Linked DNA regions of Mus musculus: all the other regions are linked to region 1. The links are chromatin contacts, called in public Hi-C, HiChIP or PLAC-seq and promoter capture Hi-C maps. All regions are on one chromosome and are shown on one strand. Each heading gives the region's core, a stretch centred on a gene start, on an enhancer-like site or on the middle of the called end of the contact. The rest is flanking DNA. Distances are from core to core; before and after follow the strand shown. Region 1 holds the start of Sephs2 (selenophosphate synthetase 2). Region 2 holds the start of Prrt2 (proline-rich transmembrane protein 2). Region 3 holds the start of AI467606 (expressed sequence AI467606). Region 4 holds the start of Qprt (quinolinate phosphoribosyltransferase).

Region 1 (6,988 bases), core at 2,653-5,152:
AGCAACTAGATGGCAGCTCACAGCCATTTGTAACTCCAGTTCCAGGGGACTCAAAGCCTCTCTTCTGGCCTGGGTAGGGGACACACTGCAGGTGTGTGATACACACATGCATGTGAACAAAACACTCATACACATAAAAATAATGGAGAAACTGAAAAATAAAAATGAGCCACATGTGGCAGCACAGAGCTGGCAAATCTCTGAGCTCTAGGTCAGCCTGATCTACTTAGCAAGTTACAGGCCAGACAGGGTTACATAACAAGACCTTGTCTCAAACAATGCGGGAGTGTGACTCAGTGGTGTTTGCCTGGCATCTAGTCTGCAGAAGGGGAAGCAACATTGCAAAATATTAAGAACAAAGTTGCACTGTCAGTGGAGAACGGAAGACAACATCAAAACTTCTGAGCCAGCACTGAGCTAGGCCAAAGCAGGATGATCTAGACAAACCTGGCTTACACCTCAAGATGCTGTCAGAAGCATGTGTTGGGGCTGTGGAGGTAGGGGTGTGACATTTAAAAGCTTAAGGTATTGATTGAATCAAACTTCAAGTGGGAGACTTCAGGATGGTGGCTTTCCTGATACAGAGCCTCGAGCTTGAAGAACATGTCACTGGACACGGTCATTTTCTCTAGAGTATTTCATCTGTGTCACCCTACTGATGGCTGCTTCCTGGGCAAGGTTTTTTTTTTTTTTTTTCTGGTGGTAGAGATTAAACTAGGACTTTGCCCAAGCTACATCATTGTGATACTGAACTACGCCTCAAGCCCCTGGCCATTGTTTTTAAACCTTATTTTCTTTCTCCTTTATCCCCACCCTATCCCCAATGTCCAAAGTACAAGGTACTCCCAACGTCCAAACCACAGGTACTGAACCAAAGTTCTTTTGCACGCTAGACACCTGCTAGCAAATCCTAGGTCAGTTTCTTCTATAGGGGGGTGTTGAGTGTCTCATACAGATGTAGCCCAGGTCAGCCTTGAACAATATAACCAAAGATGATCTTGAGTTTCTGATCTTTTGTTTCTACCTTCCAAATGCCAGTGGTGCCACCCCAGCCTTATTTGGTGCTGAGGAACCCACCCACGGAACTCACTGTCAGGTATGCTAGGCAAGCCCTCCACCAACTGAGCCACATCCCCAGCCCTGGCTCATTTTTTTAATGTCTAGTTGGCGCTTTCAATCAGGCTTCCTTGTCTACTGCTGTGCCTGGAGTTTCTCTTTTCCTCCTAGAGGGAAAAGGCAGTCACTCACCTCAAAGTGTGTGTGTCAGGGGGTGTTGCAAGTGTAAGGACATAATTGTTCTGTGTATAAGCTTTTAGCCAGCGTCTCTTCTCACGCCAACTCCCTGCCTTCACCTCGATGAATCCTTTCAGAGCTCTTTCTTGTTAGCCTCCTCACCTTCAGACAGTCTCTTCTATTCTGTTAAGTCATCTTTTATGACTTTTTTCCCCATTTTCTGTCTACCTTAAAATCCCTAGAGTTTATATCCATTCCAAGTCCTCTTTTGTCATCTCAAGGGACAGTGCAAACCCAAATCCCTTGACTCAGGGGCAAGGACAACATCTACTTTCTATTTTGCAAGTTCCAGATGTAATGTCAAGGGGTAAAGAGAGTCCGCGTTCCAGCTGGTTTTGGCAGCATACTGGAGGCAGAAGCAAAATCAAGGCACCGGAGAACCTGTCTGAAACAAGAAAGTGATCCACAGAACCAAACATTAGCCACAAGTTTTCCAACAAAGTCCCTTTTATTTAGTTACTGTAAGAAATTCTCTTTATTAATTAAATCTCCAGAAGTTTCAGTGTAAGATTCAATGGCCACCGACACCTGGCTCTGAGGTTTGTTCAGCCTCTCCCAGTCCTTACTGGGAGTTAGAGGGAGAGACATCATTATCAGAGACCAAGTCAGGTGGCTAGTCTTCCTTTCCTGTCGGACAAGCTGCTCAACTCTTGTCCAGAACAGGAAAAGAGGCAGTTTCTCAGAAAAAAATTAATAACAAATTTGACAATAAATCAGTAAGAGTTCTCCTAACAATTTAGATTTATCAATATATTGGTCCAAATAATTTTTCATGTTGCAGGTTTACTTTTCTCATATGTAATCTTAATAATCTTTACTCCCTGTGCAGAAATGAATCAACTCAGTGCAAAAAAAAAAAAAAAAAAAAATCCCTAAAACTGAAATAGCCTCCTCTTGCTTTGGGAAACGGGTTTTTGCTCCTCATGCTCTCAACAGATGAACACACATCCGCAGCGCCATTACTCACAGGCCTGGATGCACATACAGGAAGCTTTGGATGGGCCTGGAGGAACCATGCAAGCAGCCTTTGGAAAGGTCTTAAAATCAACCCTGGCCAGCAGTCCCTGAGCGGGTAGAATGGCTCCGAGTTCCCAACAACCGCTATTCCATTTCAAGAACTAGGCTCAGAGGCTGCGTTGGAATTATCAGGAGCAGCAGCAGCAGCAGCAGAGGCTCCCCGAGGTAGAACTTCAATAACGCGAGGCTTGTCAATGATCCGGGCTGTCCGGTTTCCCTTCTCCACGATGCCAACGATCCAAGCTTGGTGACCCTCTCCGTACTTGGAAGATTTGATTTCCGAACAAAAGCGGGCCGCCTGCTCTCTTGGCAGACAAATCAGTAATCCCCCAGAGGTTTCAGCTGACGTTCCTTGGAGGAGGCCAAAGCGCCCACTGGCTTTGCTGATCGCAGCCATCTTGGCAATTATTGGCAGATTATGTATGACAAAGGACACTTCATTTTTTTGCTGTTTTGCCAGGTTCTGAGAGTGTCCTAATATGCCAAAGCCTGTGATATCCGTGGCTGCGTGGGCATTAAAAGTGTGCATCAAGCCAGCAGCAGTCCTGTTTAGAGTAGCCATATTGAACATAGCTTCCTGATAGGCTAACTCTACTTCCTCTCTGGAAACCACCATCTTGATTTTATTCCATTTCTCAGGATTATCCAGCCATTGGTGGGCATTGGCAGCAACCTGGGTTCCTAAAGGTTTGGTTAATACCAGCACATCTCCTACCACGGCACTATCAGGCATTATGAATTCATTTTGCTGACACACCACCGTGGCAACGCCACCGATGATAATCCACGGGTTGACCACTGTCTGTCCACCGGTCACTGCAGTGCCTCCCTCCTCCGCAGCGTCACGAAAGCCTTTGATCATGAGCGGTGTCACCTTCTCTCGTTCCTTTTCACTCATGCTCTGGCTCACACTGAGTAACATCAACATGTTGTCACACTCAGTGATACCCATGGCATAGAGGTCACTGAGCACATTGGCACAAGCTATGCGCCCCATCATATAGGGATCTTCCACCAAGGGGTAAAAGAAGTCGGTGGTCTGCACCAGCGACAGGCCTCCGTGCCTCAGGGGGATGACGCAGGAGTCCATGCCAATGCTCAGCGAGGGGAAGGCTGAGCCGGGGCCGGGCCTGGTGGACAGGCCCCCTTCCTGCACCGTCTCTTCCTGGCCCCCGACCAGACCCGAGGTAAGCGGGGGCTGCAGCGCGGGCCGCGTCAGTCCCTCCAGGAGTTTGAGCAGGGTCTCCTGGGGGACCTTGCAGCCTCAGCCCTTCATGCCGGAGAAGCTCGTCAGCCGCCAGCTCGGGCTGAAGCCCAGTGTCTGGGGCTCGAACGGCCGGTAGTTGGAGAAACTCCGGCCGGCAGACCAGCCCGCCGGGCCCAAGGAACCTTCTGCGGCCACTAGCGCCGCCATGGTTTCTCCGCTGGCGCCCGCCGCCGCCGCTTCCGCCATCGCGCCGCTCGCCCGGGAGGCCGTGCGGACCAGAAGGCCCAGATACCTGCAGATGAGTCTCCCAGCCACAGCGGGCCAAGGTTACGCCAGGAGATGATCAACCACGCGAGCCGGACCGGAGGACTCGAGCCACGCTGCCTGTCGGAGCGCCGCGCGGCCTCTATTTATATACAGCGTGATTGACAGCTGCTCTATCCAATGACGATTCCCGTACCGAGAGGCGGGCTTCCTTTACTCAAAAAGGTGTATTACAAATTAACCGTCTGCTTGCACAACCGGTCCCCGCGAGATCATCACGTGAACCCCTTGTAACCGGCCTGGAACGCAGATCAGGATGGACTCGAACTCGAGTCCATCGATCTGTCTCAGCTTTCCAAGTGCTGTTATTACAGGTGGGAGCCACGTTACCCGTGCGTGTCTTGTCCCCTCCGCCCCCCTCCGCCCTGGGAACCTGGTCTTGGAGTTGGCTGGCAGAAGTCTGCTGTTTTTGGAATCATTTTACCAAAGAATAAATTACTTACGGAAGGAAGCTCTGGCACTGGGCTAGCCCCAAGGTCAGAACAGTCCTAGGGTCATTTGACAGGACACAAAGCTAATCTAGGCTAAGAAAATACTTTAAGGGGAGGTTTAGGGGAAGAAAGGGGACATCACAAAGTAAATACTATGATTGCATAAGCAAATTGCACAATTGATGTTGTGAAGTTTCACATGGACTTAAAAATTCTGCACAGGTTTGGGTACTGTTTTGGCCATTATCTGGCAGCAGTGAGTTGCATCTTCAGTGCAAGCTAATTTATTATTTATTTATGGCTACTCTGTGCTAAGATGTCTCTATTTCTTGAAGTTAATATATGTGAGAATTCAGATCCAGGCAGGGGGGTTTGCCAATGTCTACTGAAATTATAAATGCTAAACTCATAGTAGTGGCTTTATGCCTGTAATTCCACCATTTGAGAGACTGAGACTGTTAATTCCAGGCCAGCCTGTACTACATAGTACTACATAGTGAGTTCCAGGCCAGCCTGTTCTACAGCTTGCAACCCTAAACCAAATAAATGAATAGGTTTTTCCACTGTGTGATCCCAGTACTTGGAAAACTGTGGTAAGAAGACAATGATGTCCATTCTAGCCTGGGCTCCACAGTGAGATCTTGTCTCAAAAAGCCTAAAATAGGTGCTGGAGAGGTAGGTAGGTGGTTAAGAGCGCCTGCTGTTCTTGCAAAGGACCTGGGTTCAGTTCCTGGAACTTACATGGTGGCTATCATCCGTAATTCCAGTTTCCAGGGGACCTGATGTCCCTCTTCTGGCTTCTGAGAGCACCAGGAACACACAGTTCCCTGTCAAACATATAGCCAAAACACTCCTACACATACAAAATAAAAGTAAATGAATCTTTGTATTATTGCTGTCTTTGATGGTGCGTGTGGCTTTCCGGGGATGACTGTGTAGCTTGGCTCTCCCCAACCTTTACATGGATTCGTGGAATCTAAGTGAAGTTGTCAAGATTTTCACAACTGGATGGTGTGGCAAATGACTTTAGCCCCAGCACTTGGGAGACAAAGGCAGGAGGATCTCCGTGGAGCCCTCTTCTGGTCTCCTCACACACATGTCATAGAGACAGGGTTTCTCTGTGGAGCCCTGGCTGTCTTGGAACTCACTCTGTAGACCAGGATGGTCTTAAACTCACAGAGGTCTCCCTGCCTCTGCCTCCCAACTGCTGGGATTAAAGGGGTGGGCCACCACTGCCTGGCTTAAAATAAAACATTTATTTAAAAGGAAGAATATGGGGACTGGAAAGATGGCTCAGTGGTTAAGAGCACTGACTGTTCTTCTAGAGGTCCTGAGTTCAATTCCCAGCAACCACATGGTGGCTCACAACCATCTGTAATGGGATCTGACACCCTCTTCTGGTGTGTCTGAAGACAGCTACAGTGGACTCATATAAGTACAATAAACAAATCTTAAAAAAAAAAAAAAAGGAAAAGGAAGAGTATGAGGTGCAGGTGACCCTGTTCAAGGTCACCACCAATTAGAGTGGGACAGAATCACAATCCAATAGTCTGCTCCAGAGACCACTCATTGAGGCTGCCTGGAATACTTCAGAAGGACATAAGGACATATTAACATGTAGGATTTGAGGACATGATTTTTTTCTTTTTCTTTTTTTTTTTTTTTTGAGACATGGTCTCTCACTGTGTAGCCCAAGGTGGCCTTGGATTCACAGAAATCTGTCTATTTCTGCCTCCTGGGTTCTGGGATTAAAAGTGTGCACCACTAGCACCACTCCACCCTGCTTTCAACTTTTTTTTTTTTCTCTTCTGAGACAGGGTTTCTCTGTATAGCCCTGGCTGTCCTGGAACTCACTCTGTAGACTAGGGCTGCCTTCGAACTCAGAAATCCACCTGCCTCTGCCTCCCAAATGCTGGAATTAAAGGCGTGTACCACCACGCCCGGCTTGCTTTCAACTTGTAACTACACTGGTTGCTTTTTTGTGTGTGTGTTTTGCTCACATGTATATAAGTGGAAGTAGAGTTTCAGATGCCATATGGGTGCTGGATCTAAACCAGGGTCTCTCTTCCTCCCTCTCTTCCAGGCTTGCCCTCCTCCATCCTCCTGCCTTGTTTTTTAGTGGGTGTGGGGCCAGCCTACCAATGAGCTGCACCCGTCCACCCCACCCCATCCCCTGGCTTTTGATCTTTGGCCTGGCCTTTACACCCAATTGTAGCCAAGCTGTGACCTTGAGGAAATGATAGGCCATCCTGCTCCCCCAAGCCACTTCAGTAAACTGGGGCTGGTAATTCCCGTTTGGGAGTTATGGTGATGAAAGAGTCCAGCATAAAGGTGTGTGGCACACTTGAAGGAGCCTCCTGTCTCAGAGGGAAAAAGAAAGTCTGTCGTCAGCTGGCAAGTTAAACAGTGACTAGTCTCAGAGGCCCGTTGTTTGTGTTCTCTCTTGTCCTTTGGACTTTCCCCTCGCAGTTAAAATTTGTCCCATTTGATGACAATCATGTAGGCTCATGTTACTGTCTGGGTATGAAATATCCCCCAAAGGCTCATGTGTGGAACTTGAAGCCCTGCTGATGGATCTGCTTGTTGTGAGGTTATTGGACCTTGAGGGCTCTGATCTGACCAATAGACTGATGCACGCACGAATGAATCTGTAACTTGACAATATTGGAGGGGGTTATAAACCAGAGGAAGGGGACTAGGTCAGAAGACGCAGGCC
Region 2 (6,988 bases), core at 1,272-3,771, 250 kb before region 1:
GAAAAGTCTTGGAATGCAGGGCAGAGCCCCTCACTTATACACTGTGGGAGAGGAGAGGGAAAGACAGACAGGGAAGGAGACAGGAAGAGACAAAGGCATAGGGAGGACAGACAGGAGAGAGCAGGGTCAGGGGTTAGTAAAGCTGCCCTGGTCAACCCTCCGCGCCTCCCTTCCTGTCCCTGACCCCCACTCACCGCCTAAGTTGATGACGCAGGAGGCGATGATGATGAGGACCCCCCCAACCAGCGCCACGATGCTTAAGAGCTTGGCTACTCGGCCCAGACGTTGAGCCCCATCCACGTCCCCCTGTTGCAGGCTGTTCCGGGACTGGGGTGAGGGTGAGGGGTTTGGAGGTATCATGGCCCAGGTCAGCAGGAGCCAGCCCAGCAGGGATCAGGTGAGAGTCCAGAGGAGGAAGGTCAGCCCAATGGGGTTGAGAAAGGAAGGAGAATTGGGGACGCAGGAGGAAGAGGGTACAGGTCAGTAAGATTATATGACACATCTGTTTCCCTCCCGCTTGAAGGGGTCGGGCAGGAGTGCCTTGGAAGGTTAGGTCCTGGGGAGAGACAAGCAAAGGGCCAGCAATTGGAAAAGTGGGATCCATGCAGAGAGGTGAGGGAAGGTGTCATTACTGGGGCTCTGGGCTGACACTGGCACGAAGCTGAGAGCCACAGTACACTTGGGCCAGGGTCCCTTGGGGCTCACCATGACGGCATAAGCGAAGGCCACAATGTTGACAGGCCACATGGGGCAGAAGCAGGACAGGATGGCAAGGATGATATAGTCCCGAGGTTTCTGGGTGCCTTCGCCCCCTTCCACCCCAGGCCCTGCCAGCTGGGAGCTGGGATGACGGCTTAGGCTACCTCGAGGAGATCCTGGATGCCCACCGTGTGCCCTTCCTATTCTGTCTTCCTCAACGAGTTTCTGCAGCACACGGGGGGGAGCCCCATTGGCTGGGGGTGTTTTAGTTGAGGGTGGTGAGTGAGGTTGGGGGGCTGGGCCCTCTTCCCCGTCACCAGCCTGAAGGGGAACCACTGCTCCGTTTTCTTGTTTTTCCCCTGTACTTTCTGTCAGGACCTCTGTGGTAGGGTCCTCTTGGGTGGGGGGCTCTGCCTGAAGGGGTGGTTTAGGAGGAGGCTGGGAAGTTGGCTGAGGGTCTGACTGGGTGTTTATCTGAAAAGCAGGCTCCGAGGTTGGCTCAGGAGGGGCTGTAGACTGCGGCTCAGACCCTTCCTCTGCTGCAGTCTCTCTGTTCACATCTGGTTTGGATGCTGGCTCTTGGCGTGCCTCGCTGGGGCTGGGGCTGGGGCTGGCCTTGGAGCCTTCTTCTGGGTTTAAACTGAGGTCTGTGGCCTGGACTGTTTCTGGGGTTTCAACTGGGGTCTCTGTGGTTTCTGGTGCCAGCTCTGCCTTAGGCCCTGAGTCCACAGGGGCTGCAGTGATGCCTGGGCCCGGCTGAAGGGCCTCTGGCTGGTCTGGGATCTCTGCTACAACCTGGACAGGACCTAGTCCTTCTTCAGAATGCCTGGGACCTTCTGTCTGGGTTTTGGAACTGTCTTCCACCCCCTTCATCTCAGAGACCTGAGAGCTGCTGGCTGCCATCTTAGAGAAGCGAGATGGGAGAGGGCCCGTGGGGAAGAGGAGACAACAGTGACAGTAGCAAATCCTGGAAGAGGAGGAGACAGGCTTGGTGAGGAGGGAAGAGTGTCTCTCATCACCACAGGCTCAAGAGGGCTAGGATTCTGTTTCAAGGCTAGCCTGTACTGTCCCTAGGGAGAGGAGGAAAAGTTGGGATTTCCTTTGCTTTAAGGTGGAGAAGTATTTTAAAGTCGGCTTGGAGAGCCATGGGAAGATAAGCCCTTTTCTAAACAGAACTGCTCTTGGGTCTGTTCCTAGATCCATCCAACACACCCAACAAGACCCAGTCTCTCAGCTTCCAACTCGAAGGCGCACCAGAACATGAAAATCTGTGCATGCGTCAGGCACTCCAACAGGCAGACTGACCAGGACCCCACACAGTCTGCTCCTTCTGTACCCTTCCCTCCTCTCTGGGCACCACCTAAGAAGTGCAGGGTTTCCTACTGTGCATTTGGGCTCAAATGCCCGTCTACCTCCTTCCAGCCCCATTCTTGGGGAAGACCCAGTATCTTGTGCATACCTTCTTAGCCCTTCTTTTAGGGGTTCCCTTGTTGCTTTCAGCAGAGGCTGAGGGGGAGGGGATCTTCTCCCGATGGTACGACGCACCCAGCACCACCCTCTAGTTCGCCTGGCACCTGCATTCTCATGCCACCCAGCTGTCTGTCGTCCACACCTACCAGCAGTCTCAGTTGGTCCCAGTCTCATCCGCTGCCAGCCTCGGGACTGCTCCTGCGTCCCGCCGCCACCGCCGCTGCTGCTGCAGCAGCCGCAGACCGGGGAGGGAACAAGTCTGTGAGCAATGAAGGGAGGTGGCGGGTCTCCCCTCCTCTCTCCTCCGGGTTTGCTCGGCCCTTCTTCTCTGGTCCCCTCCCCTAAGCTCCACTGCTGCCGCGCCGCCCCCGCCCCTAGCACGCCTCCTGCCCCTCCCGGATAGCCCAAGAGAACCTCGTGCCAGGCCCCGTGTTACCTGGGTAACCGGCCTGGGGACCACTCGTGCCCCCTCCCTGCCCTTTCTCGCCCCCTCCCTGTCCTTTCTCACGCGCACCTCCTGGTGGGGCACCCCCTTCTTCCTAAGTCCTCGGCCCCTCCCGCCAACGGTCACCGGGGGATCCTGGCAGAGACCTAGGTCTGCGAAGAGACGGACCAGTGAGGATTGGGTGGAGGCACCCTGAGCAGCATAGATGGGTTAAGCAAACAGGTCTAAGTTTGGGGTGGCTGCAGGGGAACTGCGTGGGGTTTCAAGAGAAGGGAGCCTGCAGAACTGAAGCCTTCCTACTCTTGGAAAGCAGCAGCAGCAATGCGTGATGGAAGCTTAAGGGAGGGTCTTTGTAAAGGTTTGAGCAAAGCCCAGAAATGGAAATTCCAGCAAGCTAGGAAGGGCCAGGGCAAGCAGTCCATGACCACCACAGTGGGACCCGAATGCAGCTTACTGAACCCTGTGTCAACCATGGACCCTGGGATCTGTATGTGCAGCCTGGTGCTGGGTTGTAGACAGGACAGCATCAATAACTAGCTTGGCATCCCTAATCTCCAGTGGGTATTCTGTGCCTGTTCAGATTGGGTATTCCCTGAAGACCTGGAATCTGCTCTCCATAACTTCTGGATTCTTGGCCCTACCCTAAATTTGTGTTGTACTGCAGCTAGAGGTTGTACCTCAGAAGAGAGAAGCTACCACTTTGCAGAGCAGGAAAGGTTGGGACCAAGATCAAGGTCAACAAAGAACCCCTCCCTCTCCCTGGGAGGGGTGAGGCATGAGCACACACAACAGGGGGCTTGGTGAAGATAACTTAGGAACTCAGAGACAAGTTTTTATTTAAAATTTATTGTAATGGGGTCTGCGCAAAAGGAGGGAGGGGAGGGTGGGGAACATGCAAGGGACACAGGAACACGATGACATGGCCAGGGCCATAGCTTCTGTTATGGGAAAGAGGAAGAAAGACCAGGGCTGGAGCTGGGGTGGAAGAGGGAAGGGGGAGACACTGTGGCTGCATTCCCCCACCCCCAGGAAGCACCTCTTGTCCCTGGCTCCCCTCCTTTGCCCTGGCCCCCTAAGATTCCATCTCTCTTGTTCTGCCTCTGGCTCCAGTGGCTCCTTCTGATGCTCCCCTTGGCTTCTCCCTGGACAGACACTCCAGTAGGATGCTTGGGGTTTAACCACCCAACCTTACTCAAGTATCCCTCTGCCTTCCCCGCTTCTGCCCCTCCTCAATACCACCTTTTCTCTCCTCTGGGACAGAATCTTCTTTCCCCTCCTCTCTCCTCCCTACCCCTGGGAAAAAACAACAACAAAAAAGAAAGCACCAACTCCCCAGGAAGGGGCAGCAGACAGTAGGGGAGGGGACAGAAGGAGGAGAGCACAGGACCTTCTAGGAAAGGCTCACAAATCCCTGGGAGGCAAGGCAAGGGGTTAAAGGTGAGGGCAGTGGCTGCTGCTGTCCTCTGCCACCCCTGCTCATTGTCCAGGGGACTTCAACACAACTCAGGGGACAGGTGTTTGTAGGGTCAGCTCTGATAGGGAGAAGAAAGGAGCAGGAGAAACATTGTTAAAACCTAGTGAATTCCTTCTTCCTCCTCTCTGTCTGGAGGCTCCTTGGTTGATGAAGAGTCGTGAGGAGTTGGTGGGAAGAGGAGACTGTACCAAGAAGAGCTTTCCTCCACTCTCCCCTCTCCCCCATCAACTTGGAGCTCACCAAGGCTGGGAGGGAAGTGGCTGAGAGCTCACTGGTACCCCCTCTGCCCCAGAGAGGGAGCCCACAGCTGTGGGGGGGGCTGCCACCACTGCTGCTGCCGCCGCCGCCGCTGCTGCTGCCGCTGCCGCCATTGGACAAACCTCACCAGTACCTATAGGGAGAAACACCAAGGATCACAGCACAACCTAAATGGCAAGAAACATGTTCCATACCCCAGACTTTTCAACTATTTCCCTATTTCCCCTGGGACACAGCCGTTACTTCCTATCTGGTCCCCAGAGGCTTCGGCCTGCCTGCTTACCCAGACTGAGCATGTCCATACTGCCCTCTCTGGATCCCAAGGCTCCCTAATCTGAGTGACAGACTGGCATCCCTGGCCTTCCTGCGATCCCCTATTGGGCCCTTTGAGTTCCCTTGTCCCACACATCCCATGCTGCCCCCCCCAGCCATGTCCCACACCTTGCCTGGTGGGTGCAGGGGTCCCCCTCAGCAGGTAGGCTGTGGCTGGGGGGCATCTCCCGGGATAGGAGGGGCGGCCCCCCCCAGATGGGTCTGCATGTGGCCGGCCAGCTGGGCAGGGGTCTTGCAGTGCACGCTGCACAGCTTACACAGGATGCGGTCAGCCCGCGGGGCCTGGAGCCCATGGTCCTTCACCGCGTGGATGCGCAGGTATGCTGCTGTGGTGAAGCCTATTGGGGGGGGGGGTTGGGATGGGGGGTTGGGGTCAGCCTGGTGGAGACCCCAGAGACAGGGCTGTTCTCCTAGGCTGGGGACACCCTCCTCACATGGCACTGTCCTCCTCCCACATCCTTGGTAGGCTGGGGCCAACTACTCCAGAGAAGCATAGCCTTTCCCTACGCTTGCTGGGGACTGGTTTGTGTGGTGCCCTTACTTAGTCCTTAATCTCTACAGAGACCGTCCACGACACGGCTACCTAGCTTTTTAAAGGCTTGACTCTCAGTGGAGACGGCTGTGTCCCCCCCCTCTCCAGTGCCCCCGTCTCAGCTCCTTTAGTCACCAACCACAGTGAAACAGCTTTCTGCTACTGGGTAGGGTGCATGCTCGTCACACCCCTGCTGATGTACTCCACCTGCCCCAGGAGCTGGAGACAAGAGCTTGTGGCTGCTAAGTTGAAACCCTTGGGACTGGCTTTTTGGCTATTCCTTTCTCAAAGTAACCACGTCCCACTTCATTCTCCCAAGCACACCCATGAGGTTGAATTTCTGGTAGACGGTCTCCTGTGAACCATGGCACATAATTTAGTGGTGGTGTTTCCAATGCTGTTGTACTTGCCCCTTAAAGAGTTCTCTCTACTCGCCACAAGCTCTTAGCTGCAGCACCCTTGACCCACATCGGTGAAAAAAAACCCAACAGCTCTGTGCCCCCCTTTTTAGTCCCTGCCCTCCTGGCACCCCTTAGCATGTACCTTTGTTGCAGAGCTCACAGACATGGTGAGGGCCCTGGCTGTGCACCTTCATGTGGTCGGAAATATAAGCCGAGCTCAGCATCTTGCCACAGACATGACATGGCACCTTCTCCTCGTGTCGGACTGTGTGCGCTCGGAGGCGATCCTTCGTAGCAAAAGCTGCCTCACATTTCTGGGGGAGGGTGTGGGGTCACAGGAGAGTTAAAGCTTCGGGGAGTAGAGAGAAGGGAGCAAGATAAGGGGATCAGAGTCTCGGGGGTCTTTGATCTGTAGGAAATGGGCGTGAGATGACCAGGCCTTGAAGGAGAAATGTGAAAATGGAGTGAAGAGGCAAAAAGAGAGAGAAAAAGGGGGTCTGAGAGGCTGAACCCACACAGCTACAATGAGGATCAAAATCATGAAAACCAGGACAGGAGGAAGCTGGCTTCCTACCTCACATTTGAAGGGCCGCTCTGTTGAGTGCACTTGTCTGACGTGACTGTTGAGGTGATCCGGCCTAGGGATATGTTGAGGTGGGAGGGGGTGTGTGTTAGGGCTTAGGCTCCAAGGTAAGGTGTGCCTCAAATCTACCTAGGTTCCTCCAAAATGCCTCTGCAAAGGTCCCAGCGTTTCCCCCTCAGCTTCAGTCCTCAGGCAGGAAAGCCCTCAAACCAAGATTCCTCTTCTGCCCAGAGGCTGCTTTCCTTCAGCCCAGAGACCCACCTCTTCTAAAGTACCACCCCCTGTTCCTAGCAACTTCCCTCCTCCCTGGGAGTGGTTCCTGTCCCCAGGAACGGGAGCCGCCTCCCCACCAGCCAAAGACAGGCCACCTTGTTGCCCTCCCCCCCACCGGCCTAGTGGGCAGCGAGGCCCCTGCACACCGGGAGAAGCTCTTGCCACAGTGGGAGCAGTTGTAGGGCTTGTGCACAGCGCCGTCATGTGAGCGCACGTGGTAACTCATGCGGTCCTTGCGCTTGAAGCGCTGCTGGCACACAGGGCACTGGTAGGGCTTCTCGTCCGAATGCGACAGCTTATGTCGGTTCAGGTGGTAGACGTCGCGGAAGGCCTTGCCGCACATCTCGCAGGCGTGATTCTTCCGGATGCGCTTCCCAGAGGCAGTCGTGGTCACAACGCCACCGGCCGCCACCGCGGCTGTGCCGCCGCCAGCCCCGGCTTCTCCCCCACCCCCGCTGGCCCCGCTCAGCTGGGGGACACTCAAGAGGCTCAGGGGCACCATGGTGGGCATCTTCATAGC
Region 3 (6,988 bases), core at 1,993-4,492, 180 kb before region 1:
TGTGTTAGCATCCCTTTTTATTACTTTTTTACTTTTAGCCACAAACAGGTGGAAGGGTTTGGTCATGGGGGTGGGGCTCCTCTTTTTTTTTTTTTTTGTTGGGGCAGTCTCTCACCTAGTGCCCATTTTTTTTTTTTTTTTTACGGTAAATACATTGATCTTTAGCCAAAAGTTTTCTTTTCTTTTGTTGCCAGGTACTTATCTAAGTTTTTCAGTTTTCCTGACTCTTGTGGCCAGTATTTTATTTTATTTTTTATCTCTTTTTAATTTCCTGGCTTCCTGTTTCTTACAGATCATTTTTAAGTGCTAGCATTATTAGCATGTGCCACATTGCTAGGTTCTAGTCTCTGTTATTTACCTCTTTTTGTTCCTGTTTCTTAACTGTAATGGAGATCTCATATAATGTTCTCTCTCTCTCTCTATATATATATATATATATATCTTTTGTTTCTCTTCCTTGTCTTTGTTTCCTTTGGATGCTATTTATCATATTTATATCCTGTCACTCATCTTCTCTCATAGTTTGCCTCTATCCTGGTTTATCTTTTTTTTTTCACTGCACATCTCTGATTCTGACTCTGGTCTCTGTCTTTGTCAGCCTCATGTTTGGTCAGATTGTTGGGGCACTTTCTAGTCTCACAAAAAAACGAGACCCCCTATCAGAGCCTGACAGTTAGACTCACAGGTGCTCTTTACTTTGGACAGAAGCCCCAAGTGGGCGGATGCCTCCCTCACTGGAGCTGGGAACAGACTTACAGCCAGCAGTTCAGGGCGGGGCGCCTGAGAAGAGAAAACTCTTGGGACAGAGAAGGGAGCGCAGCTCTCACAGCTGGCTGTACCTGTACCGGACCACTGATATCTTAAAATGAAAGCACTTTTTCTGTTAACAAGAGATGGGATGTAGGGGACAGGGGAATGAGAAGCTGCCAGGGAACCTGCTGTGCAGGCTACTGGGAGCGACAAACACTGGCAGGGAGGGGGAAAGGCTACAGAGGCTTCGACTTAACCACTTGACAGATGCCCGGTGCTTGCTGCACTGTCCGCCCGCCTGGCTCACGCCCCGGAAGTTCTTAGTCCGGCTCTGCAGGTGATCCCAGAACTCTTTTGAGCAGCCCAGGTCTCACGCTCCGGAGCAGGCCGGTCCTCGGGAAAACAGCGCTGAGTTGTTTTTTTCTTAACTATCACTGACAAATTCTGTCTCAACATCAGTCTAAGTCTACAGTCAGAGACAAAGGGTTGACACACACACAGTCTGTCCGGTAACAAAAACCACAACAGAAACAAGATAGCAACAGCGGGGGTGGGGGGGGTGGGGAGGGGTGGGGGGTACACGAGTATATCTAAGCACATTCATCCGCTCTTGGACTTGTATAACCAGCCAAACTCGACTTCCTCATGGGGTCGGATTCTGAGCAGGTGTACTGAGCAGGTGTACTGAGTAGGTGTACTGAGCAGGTGTACTGAGCAAGTGTACTGAGCAGGTGTACCGAGTAGGTGTACCGAGTAGATGTGCTGCCACAGCCCTATAACCCCAGCACCAGGAAGGTAGCCAGAAGACTGCCACAATTGGGAACCCACTGTAGTCTACGTAGAGCATTTTAAGCTAGAAATGATACATAGTGAAACCCTGTCTCAAAACAAATGAAAAACATGTATGTTGAAATGCTGGTGGTGAAGAATTGTGGCAAAATGCTTGCCTAGCATGAGCATGACCCATAAGCAAACAAACACCTCCGCCGCTGCCCCACCCCCCACCCTGGAAAAAAGAAAGAGAAGACAGAGGAGGGAACAAAGGCTGGGAGAAGGCTCAGTACAACACAACAGTGCTGATTGACAAACATGAGGGCCTGAGCTTAGACCTTAGCACACACTTCAAAACTATGGGCACCGCAAGCTCAGCTAAGTGCTCCTATTAGCTTAGCACTGGGGAAGGAAAGAGGGGGACAGGAGGAGAGGGGGAGAGGGTATAGGGGGAGAAGGGAGGAGGGGGACCGGGGGACAGGGAGAATGGGGAAGGGGAGAGGGAGAGGGAGTTCAGCAGTTAATTCGATGCTCTTGCAGAGCACCTAGGTTCAATTCCTAGCACTTACAAAGTGGCTCACAACTGTCTGTCAATCACTTCCAAGAGATCTGACATCCCCTTCTGGCCTCCTTGAACACGAGGCATGCTTGCGACCAAAATGCATACAGGTGAGCTAAACACACAAACACATAAAATAAAATAATAGGGTGGAAATCAATTAAGTAGACTCTGGTCTACACACACACACACACACACACACACACACGCAGACACTGCATGCACACCATGTAAAGGTATGATGGCCTAAACAACACCGGTAACAATTACTCTCATAGTGCTTACACCGTTAGGTATCAGAAGTAGTGGAGAGATGAGCCTGGGCACAGTGGCCTGGGACTGAAACCAACACTCAAAAGGCTTACGGGAGTGTGTATGTGTGTGTGTGGGGGGGGGGGGGGGATTCGGGGCCAACCTGGGCTACATCTTAAGTCCCTGTCTCAAACAAAACAAAAGTATGACACAGCTGGATGAAAAGGGTGCAGGGAGTAGACGGAAGGACAGGGACCCTCCAAGAAGCAGGCAGCAAGATACATCGCAGCGCTGTGGGAGCCCCTGAGCCGGTCTTTATAATCTTCCTCTCCCCTGGGTGAGCGAGCTGAGGTCTGGGCCTTGCCTGTAGGGTGAGAAGGTGAAGGCGCTGGGGTCTGGGCCTTGCCTGTAGGGTGAGAAGGTGAAGGCGCTGGGGTCTGGGCTTTGCCTGTTGGGTGAGATGGTGATCGCGCCTAGGCCTTGCCTATGGGGTGAGAAGGTGAAGGCGCTGGGGTCTGGGTCTTGCCTTTGGGGTGAGAAGGTGAAAGCGCTGGGGTCTGGGCCTTGCCTTTGGGGTGAGATGGTGAACGCGCTGGGGTCTGGGTCTTGCCTTTGGGGTGACAAGGTAAAGGCGCTGGGGTCTGGACCTTGCCTGTGGGGTGGGACTGACTGGAGCAAAGCAGCTGCTCATTCTGGCTCCACCTTACACAGGAAGTGGTTCTTCACCACACTGACCACATCCCCAGGTTGCCTTGGAAACACTCTGTGGGGGCAGGAAAAGTTGGGGCACAGTCGCCCAGCAACAGGTGGTAGCCTCCCTTCCGCCTTCTTCTGAGGCCAGCCCTCCAGGGCCTTTCAGATCGCTGCGCGCACACACACCCTCCCGGCATGCACTGGGAAGAAGGGCTCTGAAAACGGCGAAATCCAAGATTGAAGCAAGGTGACAGGTGAGGTGAGGGGTGCGGAAGCAACTGCAAATGGGGGACTGGTGGCAGAGATGTGGACAAATACCAACAAGGGAAGCAGACAGGCCAGTGATTGGGCAGAGCTGGGGAAGCTGGATAGGTGCCGGGCCACAGACCTGGTACAGCCAGATAGCACAACAGGGCCACCTCCAAGGAGAGCGGTTAGGTGGCTCAAAGAGTAGGTGCATATGGAAGGGAGGGGCCAGCAAGGGGTTTCTCTCTCATTCCAAGTCTCCTCACTTGAGACTGAGGCAAGACCTGAGAGCCCAGACCTTTGATCTGTCATCAGAGGTGGGGGGTGGGGCTGGAGGGGAAGTAAGGCCTGCGACTGTGCAGGGGAGCCTCAGCCAGCTCTGGCTTGTTCTCCGGCCTCTCCTGGTTTGCTCTTGACCTCTCTGGGACCCTTTGCTCCTCTCTAGTTTTGCCACCCATGCTCAATAAGCCAATTAGAAGAGCCGAATTAACAGTGGGTAGGGGTGGGGGTGGGAGCAGGAACGCAAGATGAGGGACAAAGAGATCCAGCACTCCCGACTCCCAATCTGTCTCTGAGGTTCTGAAGTAAAGTTACAGTTTAAAAAAAAGGCCAATGATGTGCAGTCCCAGTGACATGCAGTCTAAGCACTGTCTCATCCTGTGCCACGGTCAAGTTGTTAGAACCGTTGTTGAATCTCTTTCCAGGAAACGGGATATCCTCTGGTTGCTGTCCTTTCCTTCTCCCAGTGGAGACGTTCCTGACTGTTCTGAGTCCACACTGAGTCTCCCAGATGCCAGTGACGCCTCAGCAGCCCTCTGGGCACACGGAGGGGCTCCCTGAGCCTACAGCGGAGGCAGCAGTGTGGGTAGTAATCCCCTGTGGACCTTGTATTCCCATCATGCTGGGCCTGGCCTCTCTCACAGCCTTCTTCATCATAACTACTGCTGTACTGGCCGAACGCCTGTTCCGCCGCCCGCAACCAGACCCCAGCCAGCGTGCCCCCACCCTAGTCTGGCGCCCTGGAGGAGAACTGTGGATTGAGCCCACGAGCAGCGCCCGGGAGCGCTCTGAGGATTGGTACGGCTCCTCCATGCCTCTGCTGATGGACAGGGCTCCAGGTCCCCCAACACCCGGTGGCACCTTAGAGGGCAGAGCAACTGCTCCACCAGCCACTTCAGCCCCATACTCTTCCCTCAGTTCTCTAGTTCCTCAGACCCCACCAGAAGTCCCAGCCCAGAGCACCTTCTGGAGGCCTCAGACCCAAGAGGAGAGGCCCCATGACACAAGCCTGGTGAGCTGGGTTGGGTCTGAGCCCATGCCAGAGGCTGGCTTGCAGGTTGGGAGCCCCAGGCCTTGGAGGCCGAGGCAAGGGAGCCTGGAACCTGATTGGGGTCTCCAGCCTCGGGTCACCCTGGAGCAGATCTCAGCATTCTGGAAGAGGGAAGGCCGGACCAGCGTGGGCTTCTGAGTCTTCAGGACCTGTAAGACTAACTCCCACCTCAGAGGGACTACAGGGGTCAGCTCCAGCCTTAGGCCTGACCCTTGCGCTGGAAATTTTGTGTGGAAATTTCTGTCTTCTGCACCTGGCTGGTGGGCAGGCTAAGAGTGTGGACAGCCTGCACTCCAAGGCTTGCCTGAAGTTCAGCTTAGGTTAAAATGCCTAAGTCGTGACTCTGAGAATTGAAGGCAAGTCTAGCTGGCTACAGGCCAGAAGGCTTCAAGATGGCACGTCAGGGTACAAACTTACCTAAGACAGCCTATCCTGTATGGGATGCTGACCATCAGCCCAGAGCTGGTAGTTATGAGTGTCAGTCATGTGGTCTGGAGATGGCAAGAATCTTGCTCTCCAGAGCCACAAACCCTATCTGTGCCTGGCCACTCTCTCCCACCACTGTGAGGCCCTCCAGGAAAACACAGAGGACAAATCCAGGAGGTGTCTTTGATTCCGTACAAATAATGGCCTTGGCCACTAAACAGCAACATGGGATTTGATGGGCCACACTGGAGAGGCTGTCCTTGCCTGGAATTGGGACACAGAACCAAAACAGATCAGTAGGCTCCTCTGCCCCCTGACTTATGGCTGCACACATCCTACAGTACAGTTTTATTATTCTGTGTTAAGACAAGCATGGCCTATCGAGAACTGAGTTTGTTCCAATATGGGAATGAAGATTTTTTCCCAGAGAAAGGTCACTCCCCAAACATAGCCTCTGCCATCTTTCCCTCCAGCTTGCTGGAGTGGTCTAGAGAGGCAGGTTTGCTGTGGGGCAGACTTACTTACAGTGATCCATACCATAGAAACGGAGTCCCGAATACCCGTGTGCCCACCAGCTGACAACTTCTTTAGGAGAGGGGTTCGCAGTGGGGAAGATGGAGCTTTCGGCATCTGGAAATCTGACTTTCCAAACTTCAGTCAAGAGTATGACGATCCTGCCGTATGTTTACTTTTTGTTTCATTATTTACTTTATATTTTTACTTAAATCGGTTCACTGTATGCTTAATAAATTTGTTTTAAAGTGAATCCTTTTTGTATGACCTCTGTAAGTGGGAAATCAGTATTTCCAGTATTACTTGCCACAAGTTCAAAAAAAAAAAAAAAAAAAAAAAAAAAGCCAGGCCAGGCCTGCCAGTGGCTGAATCGCAGCACTCAGGAAGCTGAGAGCTGAGGCAGAGGGATCTAGGCTAACCAACACCAAATTGCAACCTGACTCAAAAGAAAACAGAAACACGAAAATAAATACAATGTAGACAATGAAGCCCTAAGGAAACAGTGTTGCCTACTGGAGACTTTGACCTCAAACTCTGCTCCTTGTTAAAAGAAAAGAGGATGAGCCAGAGGTGGTGGGACAAGCCTGAAATGTCAGCACTCGGGAGGCTGAGGTGGGAGATCCCAAGTTCAAGGCCAGCCTGGGCTACTTAGTAAGACTCTGTCAAAGGAAAGAAAGGATGAAAAAGTGTGAGGGAAAGGGGACGGAAGGGAGAGGATTTTGGATTGCAGCGTACACAGAGCTCAATAGGGAGGAATGAGTAAGAGCATAGATAATTAGACACATTAGCTGGGGAGAAGCATGGCTGTGATGAGCAGGGATGAGCATGCTCTAGCAGAAGATGCTGGGTCCTGTAACGCTAGTTGCAGGGGATCTGAGGCTCTCTTATGTCTCCATGAGCATATACATACATGTAGGGCACACACACATACACACACACACACACATGCACACACATGGAGAGAAAATCTGCTCTAGATCAGAGTCCCGGTCGCACTCCTCACCTCTGCCCACTCCTCCCCTTCAGGGCTCAGTACTCATCCTTAGCATCTTGCCATCGGAGTTCTGGGATGGCAGAGTCTCTTGGCACCCGATGGGGCCACCAAGCTTTCCCCCTACTACAGAGTGGCCTGGTCCGGCCTCAGCTCGGGTTAAGCTTCTCCCTCTTTCATTTGTACAAACCACACACAGACACACGGCATATAAGTAACTAAAATCAAACAACTCTTTAAAAATATGGATGCAAATATGGGTGGTGGTGGTGCAGATCTTTAATCCCAGCAGGGGCAGGCAGATCTCTGAAGCCAGCCTGGTCTGCAGAGTGAGTTCCAAAACAATGAGGCCTACACAGAGAAAACCTGTCTTGGTAAAAAAGAAAAAAAGAAAAGAAAGATGCATTTTACTCTTTTTTTTATTTCAAACTTTTTATTTTTATTTTAAAAAGATTTA
Region 4 (6,988 bases), core at 2,328-4,827, 150 kb before region 1:
AAGGGCTGGCTCTGAACACAAGTTAGACCTCCTCCAGAGAGACTGCTCAATGGTAGAGAGAGGCTGCAGGCACCCTGGAGATGTGGTGGATACTGGCAAATGTGGTTCAGGTTCTGAGAAAGGAAAGAGAGAAAGGAAAGAGAGAAAAAGATGCGTAGTGAAAAGAGCCAGGCAGAGCCAGGCAGAGCCAGGCTCTATAGAGTCACTATAGAATTTTGATTGGAAGTCAGAGGATAAAAACAATGAAGATTGCGGTTTTAATATTTAGGGGCCAGTGAGCCGGCTCAGTGTGCAAAGTCACTTGCCTTCAAGTCTGATGACTTAGTTTATTCCCAGAACCCACGTGGTGGAAGGAGAGAACTGACTCCAGGAAGTTGCCCTCTGACCTCCACTCTATGGCGCATGCTTGCCTGCACACATGTATACATTTAAACCGTGTCTAGGGTTCTTGGTTAGGAAGCTATTGAAAGAGCTTTGGCGAGAGGCGGTGAACCAGAGTGAACTGTGACAACAGGGTGTGCTTCTAAAGGTCACATCAAGGTCACAGCTCCAGGGCTCAGTCCTTGCCCAGTATGCCCACTGTGTCTACTGGCTCCCAGGGACTTCTGTGGCACTCTAGACTGGCTGACCCTTTGTTTCCCTGACTCCCCAGCCTGGGTGTCGAGCCCTTTCCTTGTCTACCGTGTCCTGGCTTATGTTATGCAGGTCACTGGTCCTCGCCAGCCTTCTGCCTGAGCCAGAGTCAAACATCAGATGTCACATGCTTGAGGCAGCAGTGTGGACCAGAACCTTAAGGGCAGAGGGAAGCAAAAGAGAAAGGACCAGATGCTGGGAGGTGAGTCCTGCGATGTGAGCATTGGCTCCGAGAGGCCAATAGGGTGAGTGGGAGGAACCTCCATCTCCAGCTCATGAAGAAACAGGAAGAGAGTCTGACTCGCCAAACATGGAGAGTCAGGGTTCCAGAAGTGGAGCTCGGAGTTCAAGGTCAGCCTGATCTACAGAGTGAGTTCTAGGATAGCCATGGCTACCCAGAGAAATCCTGACTCAAACAACAAAGAACAGGGACAAAGTTGAAGGCTCCCTCTCTACCCTGTTTCTGGCTACCAGCCCTTTGTGAAGGTGTTTAATCCCACAATCCTCTGGGAAAGACACTATTTTTAATTTACCAACAAGAAAGCTGAGCACAGCAAGGTGAAGTATGGGGTCTAGGTGGCATAGCTGTCAAGTGTCAGAAATGGGATTTTATGTAGGTGACTCTGGGGTCCCCTCTAAGCTCTGTGCTTGGGAGGCCACAGAGATGTCCATGAGGGGAGTGTGTGTGAGTGTGTATGTGCACGTGTGTGCACGCACACACATTTGAGCCTGTGTATAGAGGCCAGAGACTAATGACCAGTGTGCTTTTCTTTTTCAAGACAAGACCTCAGTGTGTAGCTCTGATCCTCTTGAAACTCACTATGTAGACCAGGCTGGCCTCAAACTCACACCTGGCTAATGTCTACTGTGTTTTTCTATCATTCCTGAGCTCAACTCAGGATCTGCCTACAACTCCCACCCCTCCGCCTCTTCAACACACCGAGTGTGAGCATTGCAGGCTAACTTTTGTGTGAGTCCTGGGGAATCTGAACTCATGCTGGTAAGGCTGGTACTTTACCCACTGAGCCCTCTCTCGAGACCCCATCCTTGAGTATGTGAGGTTTTTAATTTATTCTTATTAAGAATTTGGGTCTGGAGCCTGTGGTGGATCACACACCAGTAATGTCAGCACTTGGGAGGCTGGGGCTCATCGTAAGTTCAAGGTCACTCTGAGCTACATGAGTTGCAAGCCATGTTGGGCTGTGAATCAAGACCCTGGAGATGTGGCCCTGCATATCACTGAGGCTCAAAGGTTAAGTCCACACTGTTCTTGCAGAAGATCCAAGTTCTGTTCCTAGCACACACATCAGGTGGCTCACAACCGCCTGTAACTGTAGGGAGACCCAATGCCTATGGCATCTGGCAACCCCACACATGTGTGCATAACTCCTGCCATGCATAAACAGAATTTAAAATATTAAAAAAATACTCTGTCTTAGGAATAAACAAAACCAGGCACACCCCTTTAATCTCGGCACCCGGGAGGCATAGGCAGGAAGATTGCTGAGTGTTCCAGCCCAGCTAGGGCTCCACAGTGAGGACCTGTCTCAAAACTAAATGAATAATCAGAGGGGAAAGACAGTTCAGGAGGCCCCAAGCTCCATCCCCAGAGACGTACAAAGGTGGAAAGAAGAAGAGAACAACCTCTGAAAAGATGTCCTCTGACCTCCACACTGTGACACCTGACACCCCCACCACCATGCACTCACATACAATAATAAGTTTAAAAATTCAGAAACCCGGGTTGGATGAAAAATGCCATTATTGAACCCCCTTTCTCAGAAAAGGGAATCCATGGCTATTTTCTCAGAATTTCATATTCATGTTGGGCATCCATGCCCTCCCTGAACACCCACCCACAGTTCCTCAGTAAAGAACTCAGGAACCGGGACACTTGCAAAGGTGGTTGAGTTTCCCTACCACCCTGAAGCATCTTCCAGATGCAGAAACCTAGAATCCTTCTGGGTAACTTCCCAGGGTTCCCACAGCTGTGAATCCCCTGGCCTCAAATCCAGGGCAGTGTTAATGTTAGGAGGGAAAGGCAGACCAGGCAGAACACACGGGTTTGATCCCAGCACTTGGCAGGCGGCCGGCGGCAAATTTCGGTAAGTTTGAGGCCAGCCCGATCAGCACAGGCAACTCCCCAGATTCTAGCCAGACCTACAAATCCAGAGCAGGCTCCACAGGCAGGCCAGAGGAGTTGCATGCAAACCGGCAGGAAAGTGGGGAGGATGGGGGAGGAGGCCCCAGGGAGGAAAGGGAAACACAAAAGATTTAAATAAGAGCGGCAAACCTACTAGGGTGGAAGGTCTTAAGCATGCTGCGCAAGTGTCGACCACTGAGCTACACCCCAGACCCAATGCTACTGCAAGAAAAAGAGGCTGTGAGGCTGTAGAAGTCTTCCGATGGCCCTGCAGCCTGTCCTTGATGCACTCTAGGCTCAAGCAGGTGCTGTGAGTCCCAAGCCAGACTCTGCGGCCTGAGCGCAGTCTCCGACTTCATCCCCTCCCCGCCCCCCACACTCTACAGGGATGAGACCGGACTTTGCCTCCGCTTCTCTTGGCTGCTAACAAGGGACAGAGTCCAGGGCTGCTCCCCTTTCCAAACTCCCACTACCAGTCCATCTGACCCCAGCAGAGCAACCCCATCCATTCTGTTCCCAAGCTTCTGCCCTTCCGTAGGGCTCAACACAGAAAGAACCGCGAAGCAAGAGGAGGATTTTGGAGGTTCAAACAAGACAGAGAGAAGCGGACTTGGGAACAAGATCCAAGGAGAGGCCACAAGGGGTTCTTTAGAGAAGAGAGAGGGAGGCAGATGGCTGAAATAGGAAGAGGGACGGGCAGTAGGGGACATAGAAAACAGGAACACAGAGCAGAGACTTAGGTCACCTTCAGGGTCCATGGTGACTTGGAGCAGCCAGCGGGTCAGTGTGTTCACCACAGTTCAGGTCGAATGTTCCCAGAAGCTGAGGCTGGGGGTGGGGCTGCCAGAGAGAGGGGAGGGAGGGGCCGAGCTGGGTCAGTCCTTCCTAAGAGCCCTCACGGTACACCTCTTTGGACCCTCGCTGAGCCAGCCCCACTGCGAACCCCAGAATCAGTGGGAAGTGCTCAGCTGTGAGCACTTAGAAATTCTGACTCCTCTGGCACCAAACAGGCCCTGTTTTCTCCACTTCCAGCCCTGCTGGAGCTCCCTCGGAGTGCAGGGCCATGAATGCCGGACCTCACTCTCCTATGAGGGCCGGAAAGCCTTGTTAGTGGTGTGCTGGGAAAATCGTGGATCCCAGACCTGCACTCAAGCCCCAATTCCGTTCTCCCTAACCCCACCAGAGAGAGGCTCTCACTGTATAGATCCACCTCCTGTGTCCCCAGCCCGTGCTAGGATTAAAGCGCGCACAAGCACATGCGGCCCATTCTCTTTTTATCTCAAATTTTCTGAGGGACAGAGTAGGAACCCCACAAATATCCCCTCATCCCTCCCACTTTTCCTGAGAGCTGCAGTCTGAATGTGCTCCCCCAAAGTCAGTGTGTTGAAAACTTACCCCCCCAAATTTATAGAAATTTGGAGGAGGGGTTTTGGATGAGGCCCTAAGGGTGACGGAGGAGACTGTAGCATCAGTGACTTTGTAGCAGACTGAGAAATATTGCATGTTCTGGATCATATGTGGCTCCTAGCTCTAAATCTTTGGTCATGTATGTTTAACCTGGAGTACACGTGGGAGCCAGAAAACTAGAGATGGACCACAAGGGTGGATACCTAAGGGCTGGGTCAGGGAAATAAAGTAGAGAAGGATGGAATGGGGAAGGGTCAAACCTGGGGGAGGGAGCAAGGTTAGCCAAAATAAAAGGTATATGAAAAAGCTATAGGGAAACCATCTTCCAACCCAAGAAAAAACTATTAGTGAAGATAGTAGAACACTGAGATGTGAAACGAGAGAGAGAGAGAGAGAGAGAGAGTGAGAGAGAGAGAGAGAGAGAGAGAGAGAGAGAGAGACTCAGGGTTAAAGTGAAGAAAAGAGATTCAGAAAAGGGTGGGGGGAAGGGAAGCCCAAACTAAGCGTATATGAGGAAGCATTGCAGGAACCCACTGTTCTGAAAGCTATTTTTAAATATATAATATTTTTTAAATAGGGAGTTGAGCAGAAGTACCCTGCATGAGTGCTTCCCAGAAGACATGAATTATTAAATGAGAACCTCAGTGCCGGGGTGAGCCCTCTCCCTGTGAGTTACTGGTCAGTAAGGCTCCAGATGCTCCGAAAACAGCACACTACTGCTATTGCTCTTGGCTGTGCACCGTAACTACAGGGTGAGACTCGATTGCTGAGAATACCACTCCTAATGCAGAACATAACAAAATTAACCTTGAGCTGACCAGGAAACTTTCTCCCTGTTGGCTAGCCTGCACAATGCCATACAGGCTTCTGGGAGGGGAAAGACATGTATCTTACCTAGTGCTGGACCCATCACGCTGTAACTGACAGGATAGATGCAAGCGAGAGTGGTAGGGTACCCTTGACTCATGCCAAGGTTCCCATGAGAAATTACTCCACAAAACAGATCTAGTATAAGAGGTTTATTGGGGAGGAGAGAACATGAAGGAGATAGAGGCAAACTGACAGGCAGACAGACAAGGAAAGGGAATAGGAGAAAGAAACATGAGACAAGGCAGAGAGAGCAGAAAGAAGACACAGAGAAGGATCTGGGGTGTCTGGGAGCTCATACCTGGCACACCTGGTGGTGGCAGGTAATGATGTAAGCAGCCAGTAGGTCCCTGGGACCGGCCAGTGGGATCAGCTGTTTGCCAGCAGTAACACTGCCCTGTGGATAAGATATGACCTCTGATGTTATAGTGTGTCTTAGTCAGGGTTTCCTTTGCTGTGAAGAGACAGCATGATCAAGGCAACTCTTATAAAGAACATCATTTAATTGGGACTGGCTTGCACTTTCAAAGATTAGTCCATTATCATTAAGGCAGGAGCATGGCAGTACCCAGGCAGACATAGTGCTGGAGAAGGAACTGAGAGTTCTACATCTTGATCCCAAGGCAGGCAGAAGGAGCATCTTTAAAAAATCTTTTTTTAAAAAAGTCTGTGAGCCAGATATGGAACTACACAGCTTTAAACCCCATACCCAGAGAGCAGAGGTAGGCAGGTGGATCTCTGAGTTGGAGGTCAGCTTGGTCTACATAGTAAGACCCTCCCATCTCAAAAACAAAAAGATCTGGGCAGAAAGATGAAATGGAAACATCTAGGTTTTGTTTTGTTTTGTTTTGGAAAGTTAGTTATGTCAAGTGATGTTTTGCTGGAGTAGACACAAGTGAAAGGATGCTTGGATATAGCAGACAGGTGGAAGGACCTGTGATGAAGGCATAGAAATATGGCCCACAGACAGTGGGAGGAGTTTGGTTTGCTCCACCTCAATTTTCTTCGCATGTATTGGTTCGCCTTACAGTGTTGTTGAGCTCACTTTGTCATATGGCAACCATTGAGAGAAACTCACCCAAGAACTGCTCATGAGGTTCCTGTGGCAGCTTGCTGATGCCACAGCCTTGCCTCAGGCCAGCTGATGAGCCTGGCGGTTTCTTCAGGATTGAACTACAGCTGCCTGGTGTCTGCTTGCTGAAAGGACTGGACTGCAGCTGCTGGTTCATGTCTGGTGTCTGCCTGCCTAGAGGACCAGTCTGCAGCTGCTGGTCGTGTTTGGTGTTTGCTACAGGACTGAACTGCTGCCTAAGAAGATCGAGCTTGCCCCCAAAGAGCTATAGCTGAACAGATCCACTTCCTCCATATCCTAATAAATTTTCTCTTCCACTACTTCTGCTGGGTGGTTGAACCCTTATTAAAAGTAGGTTGCAATGGGCTGGAGAGATGGCTCAGCAGTTAAGAACACTGACTGCTCTTCCAGAGGTCCTGAGTTCAATTCCCAGAAATCATGTGGTGACTCACAACCATCTGTAATGGGCATCTGATGCCACCTTCTGGTGTGTCTGAAGACAGCTACAGAATACCCATATACATGAAGCAAATAAATCTTTTTTTTAAAGATTTATTTATTTATTTATTTATTTATTTATTATATGTAAACACACTGTAGCTGTCTTCAGACACATTTTCTTCTCACTCTGGCCCTGCTGGCTCGCTTGCTCGCTGTAGCTGTCTTCAGACACCCCAGAAGAGGGCATCAGATCTCATTATGGATGGTTGTGAGCCATCATGTGGTTGCTGGGATTTAAACTCACGACCTCTGGAAGAGCAGTCGGCGCTCTTAACCGCTGAGCCATCTCTCCAGCACTGCAAATAAATATTTTTTAATTTTTATTTATTTGTTTGTTTGTTTGTTTTTCGAGACAGGTTCTCTCT

The links. Hi-C and Micro-C count contacts between places; a contact is called where the count stands out from the background. HiChIP or PLAC-seq counts read pairs in DNA pulled down with a chosen protein or histone mark. Capture Hi-C pulls out chosen DNA fragments and counts their contacts.
Region 2: a contact with region 1 is called in a FOXA1 HiChIP or PLAC-seq map of pancreatic cancer cells. The contact joins the promoter of Prrt2 here to the promoter of Sephs2 in region 1. A contact is called at or near these places in 1 of 39 promoter capture datasets (neural stem cells), 1 of 484 Hi-C or Micro-C datasets (pre-B cells), 3 of 115 datasets of contacts at active chromatin or transcription factors (the SCID.adh cell line, embryonic stem cells and pancreatic cancer cells) and 2 of 9 other capture datasets (adipose tissue and liver).
Region 3: a promoter capture Hi-C map of pancreatic islet shows a contact between it and region 1. The contact joins the promoter of AI467606 here to the promoter of Sephs2 in region 1. A contact is called at or near these places in 2 of 39 promoter capture datasets (erythroid cells and fetal liver), 5 of 115 datasets of contacts at active chromatin or transcription factors (the SCID.adh cell line, double positive thymocytes, embryonic stem cells and 1 more) and 2 of 9 other capture datasets (adipose tissue and pancreatic islet).
Region 4: a contact with region 1 is called in a Hi-C map of liver, with 2.0 times the contacts expected there. The contact joins the promoter of Qprt here to the promoter of Sephs2 in region 1. A contact is called at or near these places in 3 of 39 promoter capture datasets (fetal liver, liver and pre-B cells), 4 of 484 Hi-C or Micro-C datasets (liver and pre-B cells), 7 of 115 datasets of contacts at active chromatin or transcription factors (the SCID.adh cell line, bone marrow-derived macrophages, embryonic stem cells and 1 more) and 2 of 9 other capture datasets (liver and pancreatic islet).

The regions. Positions count from the first base shown.
Region 1 is chr7:127,270,157-127,277,144 of GRCm38.p6, forward strand. Sephs2 (selenophosphate synthetase 2) reads right to left here and starts at 3,903. Exons shown (of 1, transcript NM_009266.3): 1 at 1,723-3,903. The coding sequence starts at 3,763. The coding sequence ends at 2,405.
Region 2 is chr7:127,018,690-127,025,677 of GRCm38.p6, forward strand. It overlaps Prrt2 (proline-rich transmembrane protein 2), which reads right to left and starts at 2,522. Exons shown (of 4, transcript NM_001102563.1): 1 at 2,316-2,522; 2 at 706-1,666; 3 at 195-327; 4 at 1-41. The coding sequence starts at 1,602. The coding sequence ends at 31. Maz (MYC-associated zinc finger protein (purine-binding transcription factor)) reads right to left here. Exons shown (of 5, transcript NM_010772.1): 2 at 6,615-6,988; 3 at 6,187-6,250; 4 at 5,755-5,926; 5 at 3,445-4,479. The coding sequence ends at 4,325.
Region 3 is chr7:127,088,194-127,095,181 of GRCm38.p6, forward strand. It overlaps AI467606 (expressed sequence AI467606), which reads left to right and starts at 3,243. Exons shown (of 2, transcript NM_178901.3): 1 at 3,243-3,279; 2 at 3,976-5,856. The coding sequence starts at 4,062. The coding sequence ends at 4,739.
Region 4 is chr7:127,118,452-127,125,439 of GRCm38.p6, forward strand. Qprt (quinolinate phosphoribosyltransferase) reads right to left here and starts at 3,578. Exons shown (of 4, transcript NM_133686.1): 1 at 3,522-3,578. The coding sequence starts at 3,534. It also overlaps a transcript of Spn not described here.